Regions from separate parts of the Macaca mulatta genome. Here region 2 is linked to region 1. A link is a contact called in public Hi-C data. All regions are on one chromosome and are shown on one strand. Each heading gives the region's core, a stretch centred on a gene start, on an enhancer-like site or on the middle of the called end of the contact. The rest is flanking DNA. Distances are from core to core; before and after follow the strand shown. Region 1 holds the start of BORCS5 (BLOC-1 related complex subunit 5). Region 2 has its middle 7.9 kb from the start of CDKN1B.

Evidence for each region. Hi-C and Micro-C count contacts between places; a contact is called where the count stands out from the background.
Region 2: a Hi-C map of fetal cortex germinal zone shows a contact between it and region 1, with 4 times the contacts expected there. The contact joins the enhancer-like site here to the promoter of BORCS5 in region 1. A contact is called at or near these places in 3 of 14 Hi-C or Micro-C datasets (CD4 T cells, cortical neurons and fetal cortex germinal zone).

What each region holds. Positions count from the first base shown.
Region 1 is chr11:14,776,865-14,783,360 of T2T-MMU8v2.0, reverse strand. It overlaps BORCS5 (BLOC-1 related complex subunit 5), which reads right to left and starts at 2,262. Exons shown (of 4, transcript NM_001261647.1): 1 at 1,974-2,262. The coding sequence starts at 2,031. It also overlaps a transcript of MANSC1 not described here.
Region 2 is chr11:15,144,584-15,150,770 of T2T-MMU8v2.0, reverse strand. It overlaps a transcript of CDKN1B not described here. Among named protein-coding and RNA genes, the nearest start is that of CDKN1B, 7.9 kb to the right of the region's middle. Within about 2 kb of position 2,405, at least 38 of the 40 cell types and tissues checked have an H3K27ac peak or open chromatin away from gene starts, as enhancers often do. A contact at or near this core is called in CD4 T cells and fetal cortex germinal zone, where this site is marked.

The sequences.
Region 1 (6,496 bases), core at 1,013-3,512:
AGGTTCCTTGGGAGAAAGTAATCCATTTGGAGGGAAGTGATTCATATTATAAAGGACTCCCTGGACCAAGAAATCATCCTCTCCCCCAAATATCTTCCAGACTGGGGCATGAATGAATCTTTAAAAGTGTTTTATGCTCTAGAAGGTAATATTCGCAGGCTCATTATAGTCATATCTCAAAGGTTAATCCAGGGATGCCATAGAACTGCTCTGTCTCCTAGAAGCTCGTCCCCAGAAGCTTGGCATTCCCTTTTTTAGAAAAATCTCTGCTGCTTTTATTTCTTTTCAAGAAATATTTCTTTACCTGTTTTGGTAATTTACCTAGCATTTTACAAAAGCCATGCCAGAAATCTTTCCTGCAATAAATTGTGATTCCTCCTTCCCCAGATGCCAGAGCAAAGGGGAGTTCGAAACATTCCAGCTAGCCTCTACTACCTTATCTGTAAAATGGGATTACTGCAAAAATTCTATGTAAATGTATGTAAAGTACTTGGCACAGGGGAATAGGCAAATTCTTTTTTTTTTTTTTTTTTTTTTTTGAGACGGAGTCTCGCTCTGTGGCCCAGGCTGGAGTGCAGTGGCTGGATCTCAGCTCACTGCAAGCTCCGCCTCCCGGGTTTACGCCATTCTCCCGCCTCAGCCTCCTGAGTAGCTGGGACTACAGGCGCCTGCCACCTCACCCGGCTAGTTTTTTGTATTTTTTAGTAGAGACGGGGTTTCACCGTGTTAGCCAGGATGGTCTCGATCTCCTGACCTCCTGATCCGCCCGTCTCGGCCTCCCAAAGTGCTGGGATTACAGGCTGGAGCCACCGCGCCCGGGGGAATAGGCAAATTCTAACACCGGAAATGCGCAAATGCTGCTGGTTCATGGGCAAGCAAGCATATTAAAAAGATGCCACACCGCTTCCCCCCAAAATATGTTTCTGCCCTGCCATAGAGGCAAGAATGTCAGATGTCACAATGATTATATTTCTTACAACAAATATGACACTCTGGGCCTTCCAAGGAAATAGAAAAACGTAGCAAAGCTAATAGACGCTGCCCACCATTCAAAGCTGCCCCAATCCAGTCCCCCAGAATGTAGGTCTGAACTAGTCTTGAAGGTCACACTTCAAAGTGAAACACCCTTAGATCTATTAGCTTGCCTATTTATGAATTACAAATCCTATCAAGAACAGAGAACTTCTAAAATCGGGGACTCTTTTTAGGACCCGGATTAACCAATTTGCATTAGGAACCCCGGAGCTTAGCCAAAGCACTCCCAGCTGTCCTGGCCTGCGTGGGTAACAAAAAAAGCAGCAAATGGTCCTCAATTAAACATCAGCTGTTTTATGTATTGAACACTCACTGTATCGCAAACACAATAATCCTCCCATTCTTGTCTCAAACGCTTAGAGGAATCTAAAATTCATGGACAGGGAACAACAATGGAAAACACCAGAGCCTGCTGTCTGGTCAACCTCTGTAAGATTAGAAAAGGACCAAGACACCTTCTGAGAAGAAAAAGCTGTTTCGGAGACCTCTGCACTCAAGAGTTCAAATAAGTGGACACCTATCACATATCCCTTCAGAAAAGGAACCTCTAACACCCGTTTTTAAGAAACAGCCTGTTCTTAGAGGTCCTATAATCTATCCACCGTGTGAGCCAAATCTCACTACATCAGCCATGAGCACTGAGCCAAAAATTAATTAGGTCGTCTTTTAAACAGTAGGCTGTAGCTGGGAGAAACGGCTGTTTTGAAAATAAATAATGGGCACCGGCGCCCACGCTGGCTTAGCTTGCAGTCACAGGCACTTCCATCAGGGGAATCGAGGCCAGGACAGATGGTGACTTTTTTTTTTCCCCCTAGTAACATGGTGAGGGATTTTTCTGTGCGTTCCCGTCCGCAGTCCCAGACCCCACTAGTCTGGGAGGCAGCCCGCTCTGCAAGCAGACAGGGCGGGCTGGAGGGGGGGTGGGTTAGGACACCGACCTGAGGAGTTCAGATCGTTGGGTCGGCTCTCGGCCTCGGAGCTCTGCTCACTGCCCATGATGCCGGCAGCGGTGGCAGCAGAAGAACGGCGGGCCGGGCGGTCACCGCTCCGGCGGCGGGCGACAGGGCAGGGGCCAGGGACCGGGACGGGGAGGCAAGGCAGAGTCTGGGCGGCGCAGCGAGGCTAATGTGTGGGGCTGACGCGTCCAGCCCACGCAGGGGCCTGGGCGGCGGGGGGAGAGGCCCTATTTGGGGAACAGAAACGCAAGGAGGCGCGGCGCGAATGCACCCGGCTCGCCCTCCTTCTTTCCGGGAGCCCTAAGAGAACCTGCAGATGACACTGGCTTTGCCGCACCTGCGGCCGGCGGGCGGCGCCGCTTTCACTCACTGGTTCACGCGCCGCAAGCTCGCTCCTTCCGGGATGCAGATGGGCGGTGCCGGCTACGCCCGACCGTCAGTTCCGGGTTAGGAGGCCCCGCCCCCGGCCCGAGGGAGGGGCGGAGAGACACCCTCCTGCGACTTAGGGCGACGCCACCTTAAAGGGCCTGACCTCCTTGAAGCCAGAACTGCCGAAAAGGGTAAGCCCTTTCCTGTTGTGTCGCCTTGCAAACACCACCCACGCTATTAAGCGCTTCAATACCCACATGTGAGAACAACTTTACAAACAAGATATTTTTAACCCCGTTTTACAGATGGAGAAAAAGACGCTAGATAGACCCAGGATTCGAACCCACAACAGCGTGGATGCAAAGTTCATTTTTAATTCTGAAGAGCTGGGAGTTTAGCAGTGGACGATCAAACAAAAAAATACCAGAAGGCGGTGAAGGCAGCAGCTGGAAATGAGAGAAAAATTAAGAAATAGAAAGTGCTGATTCACGTATTAGGGAGTGCACATCTTTAAAGAGAAGTGAAGAACCTTTTTGGCTAGGCGCTTTCTGGGGACCTTGACAGTTATCAACACGTCACTCTGAAACTAACAAAAGGTGAGGAGGGAGTAATCCAGAAAGGAAACTGCCACTTTTACCAGGGCAAGGAAGTAGACCTAGCAATGCAATGCCATCAAGGAGTTAGCTGGCTCTGGAGTTCTCCGAACTTTGCAACTCATTTTATATTACGTTGTTTGCGTCAAGAAATTTCAAGTAGGCCAGACGCGGTGGCTCACGCCTGTAATCCCAGCATTTTGGGAGGCCGAGGCGGGCGGATCACGAGGTCAGGAGATAGAGACCATCCTGGCTAACACGGCGAAACCCCGTCTCTACTAAAAATACCAAAAAATTTAGACGGACGTGATGGCGGGCGCCTGTAGTCCCAGCTACTCGGGAGGCTGAGGCAGGAGAATGGCATGAACTTGGAAGGCGGAGCTTGCAGTGAGCCGAGATCGCGCCACTGCACTACAGCCTGGGCTACAGAGCGAGATTCCGTCTCTTTAAAAAAAAAAAAGATTTTTTTCAAGTAAATGCCTTGAGATTTTATATGCATAAAATACAGTCTCAGAAGAAGTGTCAAGTAGACTAAATGATTTTTAAGTCCCTTCCACTCTACTGTATCACAATAATTTCCCCTATTTTACCTTATTTAAGTTTCACAACAACCCTGCAGCCGGTAAGTAGGTGACTCCTCCATGGTCAGCAGGTGGTAAGTGGTGGAACTATTTAGGACTGTCTGATGCTCTTTCCTCACCATTGCAATACAATGAGAAAAATGCAAATGAATCTAAGTACGCTGGTCTCTGGGAATATGAAAATAGAACGAAAAACTGCCTGAGAGATCAGGGCAGGCTTCTAGAAGGTTGTGTCTGACTCGTCTTGAGGTTTACATAAACCACACCAGGCTGATGGGACTGGGAAGGGCCCACTAAGCAGTGAGACCATTGCCTTTTGGAGAGTCCTTGCTTCGCCTCCCAGATTTCCTCTTTGAGGGTTAGGTGAGAGAAGAGGTAAAAGGGGTGAGGAATGGAGAATAACTCATTCTGGCTCTTGTTTCCCCCTTTCCACATAAAAGTATATTTGCCTTGTGTTCCATACACCAGTCCATACTGATGTAATGGTGTTTTTTATGCTTTCTTTTGGATAAACATTTCATTCTTAAAAAGATCTTCTATCCCATCAACTGATGAATGGATAAAGCATGGTATATCCGTGTAATGGAATATTTATTCAGCCAAAATAAGGGAAGGATGAAATACTGATACATGCTACAACACAGAGTAACCTTGACAACATTATTCAATATGAAAAAGGCCTGTCACAAAATACCACATATTGTAGATTCCGTTTATATGAAATGTCCAGGAGAAGCACTACAGAGAGAGAAATATATTAGTGTTGCCTAAGGCCAAGGAGGGGTAGGTGGAAGGGAAATGTAGACTGACTATTACTGGGTATGGAGTTTCTTTCTGGGGTTGATGAAAATGTTCTAAAATTGTAATGATGAGTGCACAACTCCGAATATATTAAAAACCACCGTAGAGTACACTTTACCAGGGTAAATTGTATGGTATGCAAATTCTATATCCATAAAGCTATATTCAGAAAAAGAACATATGAAGATAAAATTCCTTTCTTCACTGGCTTAACATTTCTTGGGAACCTGAAATGTTCTAGGCACTTGCTACACGCTAAGAATAAAAAATTCAACAAGGCCCAGCCCCTGTACTTACAGTCTGGTGGCAAGAAAATTAAATGAGCATTTATATAACATAAGGAGTCTGCTGGAAGAGCTTTATAGCTAGGAAACATTTGAGATTGATGTCTTTTAGCACCTTTTAAATCCCTTCTACGTGAGCAGCAGACTATGTTGTTGTACATGTAATAACTAGCAATTGAACAACCTTTTTGAGTTTACAGGTCTACAGGTCTATATGTTAGACCTACATAAAAAGGTCTATATTATGATCTGTGTAGAACGTAGATAACACTTTCCTAATTTTACAGAAAAGTTAAGTGATTTATTCTTGATCACACAACTAGTAAGTTATAAAACCGGGACTCATGTTTTCAAAACTCATCATGTGTCTGTCCACTCCAGACTGACTCCTCTTCCCATGTCTTTATATGACCTGGTACTCCTAACCAACCAGGCTCCCAAGCCAGAAGCCTGCTTACTCTCAGCACCACATCCAACCAATTGTTGCATCCTGGAGAGCCTCTCTGTTAATTTCTCCTCTATGTCCATGCCCATTTCAGGGCCTTATCACTTCCATTTCTTGGAAGAGAGGCCTCTGGCCTCACATCCTTCAATCCATCCCTCCTGTGGCAGGTAGAGAGAATTTTCTAGAATATTAATTAGGTCTCTGGACTTGTCACTGCCCTGCAAAAAACCTTCAGAACTCCCCATGCCTTTAGGATAAAGTTTAAGATTTAACATGAAAACCTTCCTGCTCTGACCCCAGCCTCTCTCTCTGTTCTGTGTACACTGGTAACCTTCCTAACAGGCTGAATTTCCTGTGGTCATGCACTTTCCTCTTCCTGAAATATTCAGCCTTTTCCTCCTCATCTGCTAATAACTTCATTCTTCAATAATTAACTAACACCGCCTCCCAGAAATTGGGATCAGATGTCCCTTCTCTGAGCCTTTTTACTTGCCATCTTCTATTATAACATTTATTCTTTTCTTGGGGAGGGCAGGGACAGGGTCTCACTCTGGTGCCCAGGCTGGAGAGCAGTGGTGCTATCATGGCTCACTACAGCCTCTACCTCCTAGGCTCTTAGGTGATCCTCCTGCCTCAGCCTCCCAAGTAGCTGAAACTACAGGCGTGTACCACCATACCAGGCCAATTTTTATTTTTTGTAGAGATGGAGTCTTGCCATGTTGGCTCAGGCTGGCCTCAAACTCCTGGGCTTAAGTGATCCTCCTGCCTTGGCTTCCCAAAGTGCTGGGATTACAGATGTGAGCCACTACACCTGGCCTTCATCACACTTATTGTTTACACAGCCGTTGATTTGCTTGACTCTTTCACCTTCTGAGCTATGAACATCTTGAAGGTAGATCCCATTGACATTATTGGTCTTTAATTTCCCCTGCAGGTGTGTAATACATGTTTTCTGATTACTTTTTTAAAAAATCTAAGCTCCACATAGATGAGACTTCTAACCCTCAGAGAAGAGTATCAAGAATCTCTTCAGGAAGTGAAGTGACAATGGCTATAATTTCTAAGTTATGACTCAGGCCAGAAATTAAAGGTTTTTTATTTTATTTTTTTAAGTAATCCAGGTGCAGTGGCTCACACCGTAATCCCAGCACCTTGGGAGGCCAAAGCAGGAGGATTGCTTGACCCCAGGAGTTTGAGACAAGCAAAGGCAATATAGCGAGACCTCATCTATACAAATAATTTAAAACACCGGGTATGGTGGGTCACACCTGTAATCCCAGCACTTTGGGAGGCCAAGGTGGGCAGATCACTTGATGTCAGGAGTTCAAGACCAGCCTGACCAACATGGTGAAACCCTGACTCTACTAAAAATACAAAAGTTAGCTGGGCTTGGTGGCATGAGCCTGTAATCTCAGCTCCTCAGGAGACTGAA
Region 2 (6,187 bases), core at 1,156-3,655, 370 kb before region 1:
CCCTACATTAAGTGTTAAAGATTAAACAGGCTGGGCTCAGTGGCTCACACCTGTAATCCCACCACTTTGGGAGGTAAGGTATGAGGATTGCTTGAAGTCAGGCATTCAATACCAGCCTGGTCAACATAGCAAGACCTCACCTCTACAAAAGTAAAAAAACTGCTAGAGGTGGTAGCACACATCTGTAGTCCCAGCTACATGGGAGGCTGAAGTAGAGGATTTCCTGAGCCCAGGAGCTTGAGGCTGCAGTGAGCCATGCTCATGCCCACTGCACTCCAGCCTGGGTGACAGAGTGAGACCCATCTTTAAAAGAAAAATAAATAAATTAATTAATTAATTAATTAAAGATTAAACAGTAGGTGTTAGATGTTGGCAGAATTCTATTGAAAGGTTTCAGAGATGCTAGGTGTGGTGGCTCATGCCTGTCATCTCAGCACTTTGGGAGGCCAAGGCAGGAGAATCATTTGAGGCCAGGAGTTCGAGACCAGCCTGGGCAACATAGCAAGACTCTTTCTACAAAGTTAAAAAAAAAAAAAAAAAGGTTTCAGAGCACACATGTAATTGCAGTGATTCTGGAGGCCGAGGTGGGAGGAATGCATGAGCCCAGGATTTGGAGGTTGCAGTGAGACATGACCACACCACTGCACTCCAGCCTGGATGACAGGGAGACTCCATCTTTTAAAAAAAATAATAAGAAGAATAAATAAATAAATAATAAAGCTTTCAGAGGCTGAGTTAGGGTCTCACTTTAATTTGAGAAGTTAGGATGGCAGCTGGAAGTGACCACCTACTCCTCAGTATTAATAGTCACCACTCTTAAAAATAGTCACCCCACCACAGATGGGGCCTCAAGTTACCACAGGTGTTAGTCTTGAAGAGTAATGTCCAATAGAAATATAATTTGAGCCACATCTGTCAATTGTCTAGTAACTCCACTAAAAAAGCAAAATGGAACAGATGAAATTCATTTTAATATTTTATTTAGTCCAATATAACAAAATATTATTTCAATAGGTAATCAATATTAAAATTATTAATGAAATATTTAACATTTTCTTTTCATACTAATTCTTGGAAACATGGTGTTTATGTCATATAGCACATCTCAATTTGGACTAGCTACATTCAAGTGCTCAAATACCCAAGCAGCTCTACAAGATGCTAATGAGCAAGGAAAGTAGCTTAATTTAGTGGAAATCCAGAAATGCCAAGGTTGGAAATACAGTTTCTCAGGGGTCTGGAACAGACTTTGAAATCACTAGTCCAAATACTATTTGATATTTGCATCTTGTCCACAACGTTCCTATCACGGAGCCATCCAAGACTAGTCCTTGACTCACACTCCAGGGATGGTGAGCTCACTGTTTCCTGAGGCTAGAGTGTCTTCAACTCAAAAAAGTTCTCATTCCATTAAGGCACGTATGTTTTCTTACAGTGTCCACCCTGGTTAGGTGGGTTCTTGGAGGTCAGGAGTGACTAGCAGACCTTTATGATGTGGGATTAGAGATTAAGTGAACACACCCTTGCTAAAGGCATTATCAGGTTGGTTTATGGTCTTTCATGGACCTTAATTAAGAGGTTTGTTAGGCTAAGAAGGATTGGGGGAGTTAAGAACTAAAAAATGACACCACTGAGTTAGGAACTGTTAGAAGGCTAGTGCTGGATATCTGGTTAACATCGTCCGGTACACTACAGCAAGACTAAAAGAGAAAAAGAAAAAGGTGTGTATCTATGCAAATTTCGCTAATATGGAGATAGAATTTCACTAATATGGACATAGTGATTGGGAGAATCATTTGACTTATTATAAACTTTAAAAATGTTCACAGAGTAAAACATAATTGGGTTCTAATTCATAAAGAAAGTCATTTCCATTAGACTCGTATTACAAAAAAAAAAAAAAAAAAAAGTCATCCTAAATCTTAACGTACACATGCTTTATCAAAAGAATTTCCGGACCCAGAAATCAAAGGCACTTCAAAAGTCTCATTTCCTGTCTTGAGTTTGTTTTAACATATTCCTCCCGCAAAAACGCTCTGGAAATCAAAGAAAACTTTTTAAAAATTTAATTCAATAAAAATGACACCGACTGGCTGAATTATGATGGGTTCTGAGTGGCGGTTGAAATAACACATTTTTCCTCTATTTCCTCTCTCTCATTTTTTTTTTTTTTTTTGGTTGCGAAGAGGTGTTCTTTTCCGGGCCACCTTCACCCTCCCGCACTCCCCAGTTCTACCTTTCCAAGGCTGGGGAAGGTGCATCCTCGCCAGGCTCCTGCCCGTGCCTTCCGAGCACCCCTGGCCCGCAGGCGGTGACACTGCGCGCGGAACATCCGTGAACGAGTTCGGTTACATCTCTGTCCCTGCGAAGCTGCAGATCGCTGACCGCCCCGCGCACCCCCGCCTGCCTGCACACTGTCAACCGCACTTAGGGGAAAATTTTGGAACAGAAGCTCCGCCCATCCTCCTCCCTCTGCCTCCACGAACCGATTCAAAATCCCCACCTCGGGCCGCCGAAGCAGGTTTCGTCACACGATCTGGGGAACTGTATTTTTTACAAGAAAACAAGCATCCAAAAAAAAAAAAAAAAAAAAATTCAAACTGCACGCGCCGGCCAATGGGGAAGAAGTGGGAGGTGGGCGGAGGCCGCGCGCGGCGCGCGAGGCGGGGAGGGGGCCCCGGGCGGGCGCGGGGAATGGGACCCGGGGGGGGATTCGGCAAACGCGGCGGGCGACCAGTTCGGGGCTTTTTTTTTTTTTTTTTTTTTTTTTCCTCCTCCCAAACCAACTAGAGCGCGAGACTGAGCCTGAAGCTGCAGCCTCTTGGATCCACCTTAAATCTTCAGCGGACTCGGCGTCGGGGTCAGTGGGCGCAGCCAATGCCAATCAAGTTTACAACCAGCAGCACGGGAGGGAAAAAAAAATCATCTGCAAGTTCTCCCTACACACAAATACGCGCGCGCACACAGGCACACACGTACGCACACACACACAGAAAGAAGGAGGGGGTGGGGGCAGGCGCTCGGGAGAGGGCGAGAATGTTTGCGAAATGCGCGTCCGAGGCTCCCGAGCCGCGGCTGGAGCGCGGGGAAGGCGCGCGGGGAGCGCAGCCCGGCGCCAGCGCCATGATGGTCGCCGTGGTTCGGAGCCCGTTTTCTGGAGGGGGAGCCGCAATGATGCAATACCCCGGCCGCGCGCCCTGCTCCCAGCCTTTTCTCAACGTTCCTTTAGAGGCGCGTCGAGGTTTCGCGCCCAACGCCTTGATTTCTTTTTGTACTGCTTGCTCCGATGTCTGCCGCTCTGTGTGTCCCCACGCGTGACAGGCCGGGCGCGCGGGCGGCCGCAGAGGGGCTGGGGCATACGTGTCAACTCTGCACTTTCGGTTCTGCGGGGTCGGCCTGCGGCGGACCCCACCCCACCCCACCCCAGCCCCCAGGCCAGCCCCGATCCCGGAGGTGGCTGCTGAGGTTTTCCAACGGGACTGTGGGCCCCTTCCCCACCCCCAGCTGGGCCCGCAGGATTTTTTACCTCCCTTTTGGCGGAGAGGGGGTGGGTGGACGTAGGGTGTGGCCCAGGTGAAAGACACAGCAAGTTTTAAAAAGAAATTCATACTCTGAACAGACAGAAGATCCTAGAGGAGATTTAGAATTACTTTTTCGGTGCAAAGAGCTTGAGAGAAGAGCAAGTGTGGGCGCTGTGATGATAATGAAATGGCGAAGGCAGAGTCCCCCGGCCTCCGGGAAAGTCGCTCCCTGAGGCCGGAGCACCCCGGCCTGAGAGGCCTCTCGCCCCGCTCCCCGCTTGTGAAGCCCACGCTCCCGGAGTCCCCCAAACACGCCCCCAAACCCACATTTCCCAGTTCTTCCCTGTCCCAGGCCCCCGCGCCAGGCGGCCGGGGATGCGATGGGGGGACGTTGCCGAGCTGGGGTGAGGGCGGAGGCGACCCACGCGGGCGGCCGTGGCGTTGGGCCCGGGCCGCGCGCCTCTGTGACCCTCCCCGGGCGCCGGCGAGCCGGGCGGGCTTTCGAAATGCGCGGGGCTGCGGATCATTGGAGCCCAGTGTAGGGGTGGGAGCGGGCTGCAGCGCCGGAGGGTCCGCGAACTCGGGAAGGCTCTCTCCTTAGCTCCAATATCCCCACAGCCGCGGAGGCAGCCAGTAATTCAGGTGGAGAGTCTGTCTGCGGAGAGGAGTGGGGGCTTTCGCCGCTTTCTCAGCGCAGAGGAGAGGATGAGGGAGGAAAGTTTCTGAGAAACCGCCCAGCCCGGCTGCGCGGCGGAGGCGCGGCCGCCCGGGCGCGGGAACTGCGCGCGACGACGGGGACAGTGCGGGGGCTGCACGTTACAGATGGGGGAGCAAGACTTGATGGCCTTTTCGTCCCAAGGCACCAGCCAGCCTGACCCCGCAACTGCCGTGGCGGGCGGGCGCGGAACTGCGGGGCAGTTTGGGGAGACGACGGCGCAGTGGCTTGGTAGCGGGGCCAGGGGTGGCGGGCACCGGCGGCCGCATCCCCGCAAAGGGACGTTCGCGGAGAAGGACGAGCTGAACTGCGGGTCACTTTTGGAGGCTTGCTTGACACAGGCGGGTAAAGGACGAAGGACACGGTGACTCGGGGCTGCGTTCCTGTGGACGTGCCTGGCGCGGCGAGCATCCACTTCTCCCTGGCCCGCACAACTAAAACGCAATCGCTCAAAATTATCTTTAAAGAGACCTCTTTAGGAAAGGAGACTGGGGTGCCTGCAGCAATCCAGGCGATATTTTTTCCTCTGTTAGAGACACTTTCTGAATTATCTTCTTTTACTCAGAGGAACTTTAATTTCATTATTTTCTGACCCTCCACTCCTTCCTCCCTATTTCGAATTGTTTTTCTTGCTCCCTCAGTCTGTTTTCGAAAAACACTCTTGGATGGAGTTTCAAACAAAATGACAAAACACCTCTAGTCTTTCATTAAAATAATACCTACTTGAAAGACGTAGCCCAGCCACTAAAGGACCTATTTTTCCCTTCCAGGGAGCCGAAGAGTCCAACCTGCTCAAAAAAAAAAAAAAAAAAAAAAAAATCTTCGGGTCAAAAACTGTTCAAACTATTCTTTGAGAGCTCCTTTTGGGGTACGATAATGGAAATGTAGATATTTGAGCGAAACAATTTAACCCAAATTTAGATTTTTACGATTTACCCACTTACTAGAGTAAGTCCTAGAATAATTTACTATTACACCTTAAACACATTTTCTTTTGAGAATGTGGAATTACAGGAATCATTTTAGTTATCTGACTTTAAAATATCGTCTTACACTTTTTTCCTTAGGTAAAAAACATATATCTGCTGTATGGCTATGGAGACTCAAAACTCTCAGATTTGGTTACTTACATTAGCCAGTTTTTGGTTGTGTAGATTATAACAAGGGTATTTGGAAATTAAAATAATTTTTATATGACCAGTTAAATTTCAAAAATAGCTACCTAGAGTGCACACCAATTTCTTGAGGGCCCATATGTTTGAATATTTTAAACAAGATTTATACATTAGATGGTCCAAACAACTGCTTTAATTCCTCACACTTCTCATGTGTAAATAAAGAATTTAGAGAAGTCACCATGTTACTTTCATTTTCAATCCTGCATGTGTGTCAGTCTACACTTATGTAAGGATTTTTTGGTTCTGACACATTCATATCCTAGAAGACATAAATATTTTTACTAATGCAGACTTTGACAACCTTATTCATATGAAAATGTAGCTTTTCCATTTTCACCTTCTAAAGTTTTGTCCACCCACACAGAGCTAGGTGGAAAATACTAACTGCTAACTACATTCAGACTACATAAAACACCATCTGAGTTGTGGGCCTGAATTACCTAGATATTTGCCATTTCACATTTACATTTGTTTAAACATGACTAGAATGCCAAGTCAAATACCTCGTTTGGTAAAGCACATTACAATTTGACTCAATGAATAGCTATGGAAGTTTTCTTTATTGACTGCTTAATGTATAACAATAATTGGCATCTTTTTCACACATTACAAAAAATTATACTTGGCTCAGTATGCAATCTTTTAAGCATAGCCATATTATTTAACAAAAGAGGGGAAAAACCTATTCTACCCAATACAGCATTTACAAATGCACAAAACATGCCACTTTGGCTTGTATATTGTCTAGATTAAAAAAAATCTTTTAACATAAA